2 separate regions of the Mus musculus genome follow, and region 2 is linked to region 1. Evidence: chromatin contacts called from public HiChIP or PLAC-seq data. All regions are on one chromosome and are shown on one strand. The core of a region is the stretch at or near the end of the contact, and the rest is flanking DNA. Distances in the headings are between cores, read along the strand shown.

Region 1 (2,700 bases), core at 136-2,635:
AGCCCTTGCTGGCCTGGAACTCTCTATGAAGATGACAGGTTTGCTTCCAACTCCGTGACCCTCCTGCTTCTGCTTGTGAGGGGGACATCACACATGTGCCTCTGTGTCTGGCCTATGGGCTTTAATGTGTGTGTGTGTGTGTGTGTGTGTGTGTGTGTGCTGTGTGGATGCTTGCATGTCACATGTTGTAGAAGCTCCAGATCAACTTTGTGGAGTTGGTTTCCAGGACTGAACTGAGGTTGTACAGTTTGCACTGGAGGACAGCAAGTATCTCAGAGCCCCTCATAGAGTTTTGGTTTTCTACAAGATTTACCCCTGAGATTCATAAGGATTCTTATGGAATGACCGAGACAACTATCCAGGGACACAGGGACATGAGGAGTGGACACTGAATGGGATAGAGGATGGCACGCACAGAAAAAAGTCCCAAGTCCCCAGCAGGCTGGAGTATTTAAAATTTGACAGGGCGAGGGCTCAGCTGAGCCCCGGATCCCTTAACTCACCAATGTAAGGGCTCTCCTCTCTCTCCCTCCTCCGGACCCATTATGAAAGTGCTCTACTGTCTGCATGCCTAGCTCTCCTGACAGCAGTCTACGGAAGCAGACAGAAGTCTGTGTGTCAAGTTGCCTAGACCAGGGCCTGCTGTGTCCCCAGTACTTGTATACTGGGGTGGGGGGGGTGGGGGGGAAGGTGGAGGCAAGGAGAGCAGGAAGCATCCATGTCACTCGTTCCAGATGCTGCAGCTGGTGAGCCCTAGGCTTAATGGGGCCAGGGGGAAAGTGGTCTCTGCAACTCATGACAGGCAGAGGTTCTACCCACAGTTCCTCTGCTCCACTGAAACCCCCTCTGCCCTCAGGCTGCTTCTGGAGCGTCCCCTTTCACCCTTCTGAGGAGTTCTAGTCCCTTCTCAACACTCACATTCTGGCTAGAGAGGGGGCCCGGTAGGACGCTGTTCATGTTTCATGCATCAAATAGTGCCTGGAACCCAGTAGATACCAAAAATCCTTCCCTTAATTTCATCTAATGGCCAAATCCAGTCACCTCCACGCATCTCCCTGGGACATGCAGAAGGATCTGGACAGCAGAAGGCACACAATGGGAGTGAGAGGGCACGGTCTCGATTCCTGCTCAAGGCCCGGTGGGTAGAGAGCAAGTGGCTTGTGACTGAGAATGTCCTCTCCATATGTCTGGGGTATCAGGGATGGTTCCTTGGTCCACCTGTGCAGGGACAGTATGTGGGATGTCAGAGAGACAACTTGCTGACCCTCACAGGTCCTTCAAGCCTCTACCCCCTCAGGCGTGGGTGGTTGGCTCAAGTCTACACCACTGTCTTCGCCAACCCGGCCAAAGGTGCCCCATACAGATGCTTGGTCTGGGAGAGTGTCCAGCCCTTGGTCCCCAAGGTCCTCCCACCCCTGCTGGACAGTGGCCTCTCCCAGTGACTCAGTCCTGACGTAGTGGGGCAAGCGGAAAGGCCATGGGCGGAGGAGGTGGCGGCTCCCCTCCCTCCTGTCCTCACTTCCCTGGTCTCAGTCCCCATAAACTCCTCTCTTGACATGCCTGTCCTCTCCCATGAGCCTCTGGGCTGGCAGTCATTGCCTTTGTCTGTGGCAATGAGCCTTGTGTGTGCCTCACTGTGGGTCAGTGGACACAAGAAGTGAAGCTTCTTGCAAAAGAACCTAGGTTCTGTCTCTTGTCTCCACAGGAGCGCATGCTGATGAAGAACCGGGGTCTAGCTCCTTCCTCAGGCCTCTCGTAGGCTCCTCAGTTCGACTCCACAGCTGTCTATGCCCCGGATTCTGCATCCTCTGGCCTGCCCCCTGCTCTCCAGAGCCCCCGTAAGTGTGTGACCCCAGCTCTTGATCTCCAAGTTGGAAAGAATTCCCGTTCTCCCACCTTCTCCCTGTAGGCCAAGCACCCTGAGCCTCCAGCTCTGTCCTGCCCACACCCTGCCCAGTGGCCCCCTCCTCCACCCACTTCAAAGCCCAGAACTGGCAGCTGCTAATTACATGCCCCCCACCCCCTTCGCTCGTTAAGTGTCATTAACCCCAGTTTACAAATGAGGAAACTGAGCTGGGGAGGTAAAGGACGGACGTCACCCCCTTCATCCCCACCCTGGCTCCTAAGCCGGGACTGGCACAAGGTTAGGGGGACCCTGCCAAGACTCCCCTTCCTAGGAGGATTTGGGGGGCTCAGTGTTCTTTCTCAGCTTCTACCTCCTCCCTCTTCCAATTCTCCCCCTTCTCTTGTCTCTCCTGGTAGAGTGTGAAGCCCCTGGCTTTGTAGGGTAGCATGGAACATCTCAGAAATCACACACAGCAAAATGCAAATCAGGCCCCCAATTACTTTATAGAGTCAGGGCGGTGGCACGGGAGTAATAAGACGTAGGGAGTGCAGGGACCCCCGCCCTCCTGAGCATATGCTCGCCAGAGGCCCTCAATGGGATGGGAAGGTGTTGGTGATGCGTGTCCTGAGCGAGGCTGGGGGAAGGTGGGGTGGGAGCAGTGCTGACTCTGAGGAGACTCTGGAGGGCTCCAAGCTGATGCTGTCAGCTGGCCGGCCCTGCCCTGGGGACTAGAGAAGCCCTGAGTGTCAGCCCTCCGTGGGAAGGCGTCCCTCTGTGGCTGGGAGTAGAGCCAGCTGCTTGACCCTGCTTGACTCAGCTGACTGGGACTTGGAGGTCCGTGAGAGCCCTAGAAT
Region 2 (2,700 bases), core at 168-2,667, 140 kb before region 1:
TCTGCCCCCCCCCCCCCAGTGTCAGCTTTATCTTTGAGGCTCGGTCAGTGAGCCTTTCCTCTGTCCGTGAACCCCATCTTCCTCACCACTGTTTGCTTCAGCCTCCACTTCTGCTCCACAATCTGCAATCGTCCCTCAGCAAACCTTGTCAGACCCTGACCGTTTATCAGGACTAAGGAAGGGGGTTAATAGCCCACTATTGCCTTTCATACTAGCTTCTGAGCACCTCCATCTTTTCTCCTAAGCGTGCATGTGTGTATGTGTGTGTGTGTGTGTGTGTGTGTGTGTGTCCTTTCTCTCTGAGGAAGGGGATCTCTGTTGTCTTGTCAACAAGAACTGCAAGCCACTTCATCCAGCACAGCTGAGGTGGGGGATCACTTAAGCATCTGTCTCTCAAGCTAACATCTCTGGTCAGTATTGAATTGAGGCTAAAAGCCCTTATAGACCAAAAGCAGCAAAGGCTTTATGAGGCCTAATTCGACTGTTCGTTCTTTCTCTCTTTTCTCCTCTCTGCTCCTCTCCCTCCTTTTGTGTGTGCTAGGTAAGTGCTCTACCACTAAGCAACAGTTCGAGGCCTTAAAAAATATAGTGTGTGTGTGTGTGTGTGTGCTCATGCATTGTGTAGGTCCCCAAGAAGTTGCTCGGTGTCCTGTCATTCTCTACCTCGTTCCCTTCTTTATGGACCTAGAGCTAGGCTGTCACTCAGTGAGCTGCACTGACCCTCCTGCCTTCACCCTCTTACAATGCACACACCCACCTAGCTACACTTTTTACACGAGTGCTGGGGATTTGAACTCAGGTCCCCAGCAAGCATTCTCGTCCATGGAGTTAGCTCCCCAGTCTCAGCCCCAGCTCTTCTTTTTTAAAGATTTGTTTTAGTGTCCCTCTTAAAGAAGTTAAAATAAAATTAAAAACAAACCTGCGACTATAGGATTTGGTGGAAAGCCTTGGAAGGGACCTTTGACGCTGTTCCATTAACAACTCGATAAATCTGTTCTGACTAAAGGAATAGAGCCTGCTTACATCCCGATCTGACTAAATTAGGTGCCTATTCCTGGCTTTTCCTGTGGATTTCCTGTACCCAACTCATTTATTCCACAAAATGGCTCTGGCTCAACTAAATGGCCTTGACAGCCAAGTCTCTCTAGCTTCGAAAAAAACAAAAAACTCCACTCCTCCTCCTTCTTATTAACCTGCCTGCACTTTGAGAACAATGGTGTTTTCAGAGCAGGTGGTTTCTCCTGCTGCACACCGAAGCTCTTAGAAAGCTCTTGTACATTCCACCAGTGGGCTCTGGGACGACCTGCTTCCATTTACCTCCGGCAAAAGCCTCGCGGCTTACAAGGTCGTCAGCACTGTGTGGGTAGGAAGCAGCCTCGTCTTGCCCTTTTCCATGGCACTCTGATACAAGCACACAAGCTGGCACCTTTCCTGGACGTCCCACCCAAAAGTCCTGTCCAATTCTCTAGCCTCCTGAGTTGGCCCAGAAGGTTGAGTCAGAGTACAAATACCAAGTTTGTCGATTTCACGGCTCCGAACACCCAGTTCTGAATCTTCCCAAATACATTAGAAACCCTAGGATTCCGGAGCCAGTGAGGGCATCTGCAATCTCAGGGAAAGGCCAAGGAGCCCTTACCTATTAGGGACACTAACAGCAGGGCTCTACAAGCAATGCAGCCATAATGTCATGGGATATGTGCCCCTACCACACAACACAGAAGACAGGAAGCCACTTGCACACATTATCGCATCTAACTGTCCTGCTGTCTTCATGATTACTCTCTAGAGTCAACACAGTTATCCGCAACTTACTGGCTGAGACTCAGAAAAGTCAGGAAACATACTCATGCATTTACACAGCTCCAGTGACAGCCCAAAGACTGCTGCATTGTCACTACTTAGGAGGCAGTGTACTGGGTCAGACGAGCCCAGACCTAGAGGTGTATTCCTGACCCCATAGGTAAGGGTTGACATTAGACCATACAGGTCCCACTGGTCATGGCTTAACACAACTCCCTCTATCTCCCACATACCTAAACTCTCTGAAACTCTGATTTTGTTTATGCTACTCAGGAATTATGCAGGTGAGTCTGAGAACCTAGCTGCCTCGGGAATAAGAGTTTAATTTCTCCACTAAAATATTGTTAAGTGTGTGCTTTGGCAGCTAGGCTAGGGCCAAATCCAATTTTCTCTGAGTTTCCTACCTTGGAGAAGGAGAGACAAGAATGAGGGGTCGGAGTAGGGGCTCGAATTAAAGAGAAACCAGAAAAAAAGACCAAGGGAGGCGGAGGGTGGTACCGCTCTTCAAGGCCTGCCAGAGAAACTGAGCCAGAACTCTAAGAAGCATGGGTAGTGTGCCAGGGCAAGTGAGAGAGCTCTTTGTGAGGTCAAAAGAGAAGCCGTTAGAGGAGGCCCAAGGAAAGACATGGAGGGAAAGAGTGAGAGAAAAGAGAATCTACCCAGACTCAGGAGGCAGAAGCAGGCAGATCTTTATGAGTTCAAGGCCAGACTGGTCTACAGAGTGAGTTCCAGGACAGCCAGGGCTACACAGAGAAACCCTGTCTTGAACTCCCCCCTCCCCCAAAAAAGAAAATGTGTTTTAATTCTGAAACCACTATAAATCAAAAGAGGAAAGGATTTACCCCTTCGTTCTGTCTCCCAAACTTGGACAGCAAAGTAAGAAGACCTCACACCCGATTG

Evidence for each region. HiChIP or PLAC-seq counts read pairs in DNA pulled down with a chosen protein or histone mark.
Region 2: a FOXA1 HiChIP or PLAC-seq map of pancreatic cancer cells shows a contact between it and region 1. The contact joins two enhancer-like sites. A contact is called at or near these places in 2 of 115 datasets of contacts at active chromatin or transcription factors (embryonic stem cells and pancreatic cancer cells) and 1 of 9 other capture datasets (pancreatic islet).

The regions. Positions count from the first base shown.
Region 1 is chr11:95,185,741-95,188,440 of GRCm38.p6, reverse strand. Gm11515 (a long non-coding RNA gene) reads left to right here. Exons shown (of 3, transcript XR_388972.1): 2 at 1,706-1,838. Among named protein-coding and RNA genes, the nearest start is that of Dlx4, 41 kb to the right of the region's middle. Within about 2 kb of position 1,385, at least 19 of the 459 cell types and tissues checked have an H3K27ac peak or open chromatin away from gene starts, as enhancers often do. A contact at or near this core is called in pancreatic cancer cells, where this site is marked.
Region 2 is chr11:95,325,103-95,327,802 of GRCm38.p6, reverse strand. No RefSeq gene overlaps it. Among named protein-coding and RNA genes, the nearest start is that of Fam117a, 11 kb to the left of the region's middle. Within about 2 kb of position 1,417, at least 15 of the 459 cell types and tissues checked have an H3K27ac peak or open chromatin away from gene starts, as enhancers often do. A contact at or near this core is called in pancreatic cancer cells, where this site is marked.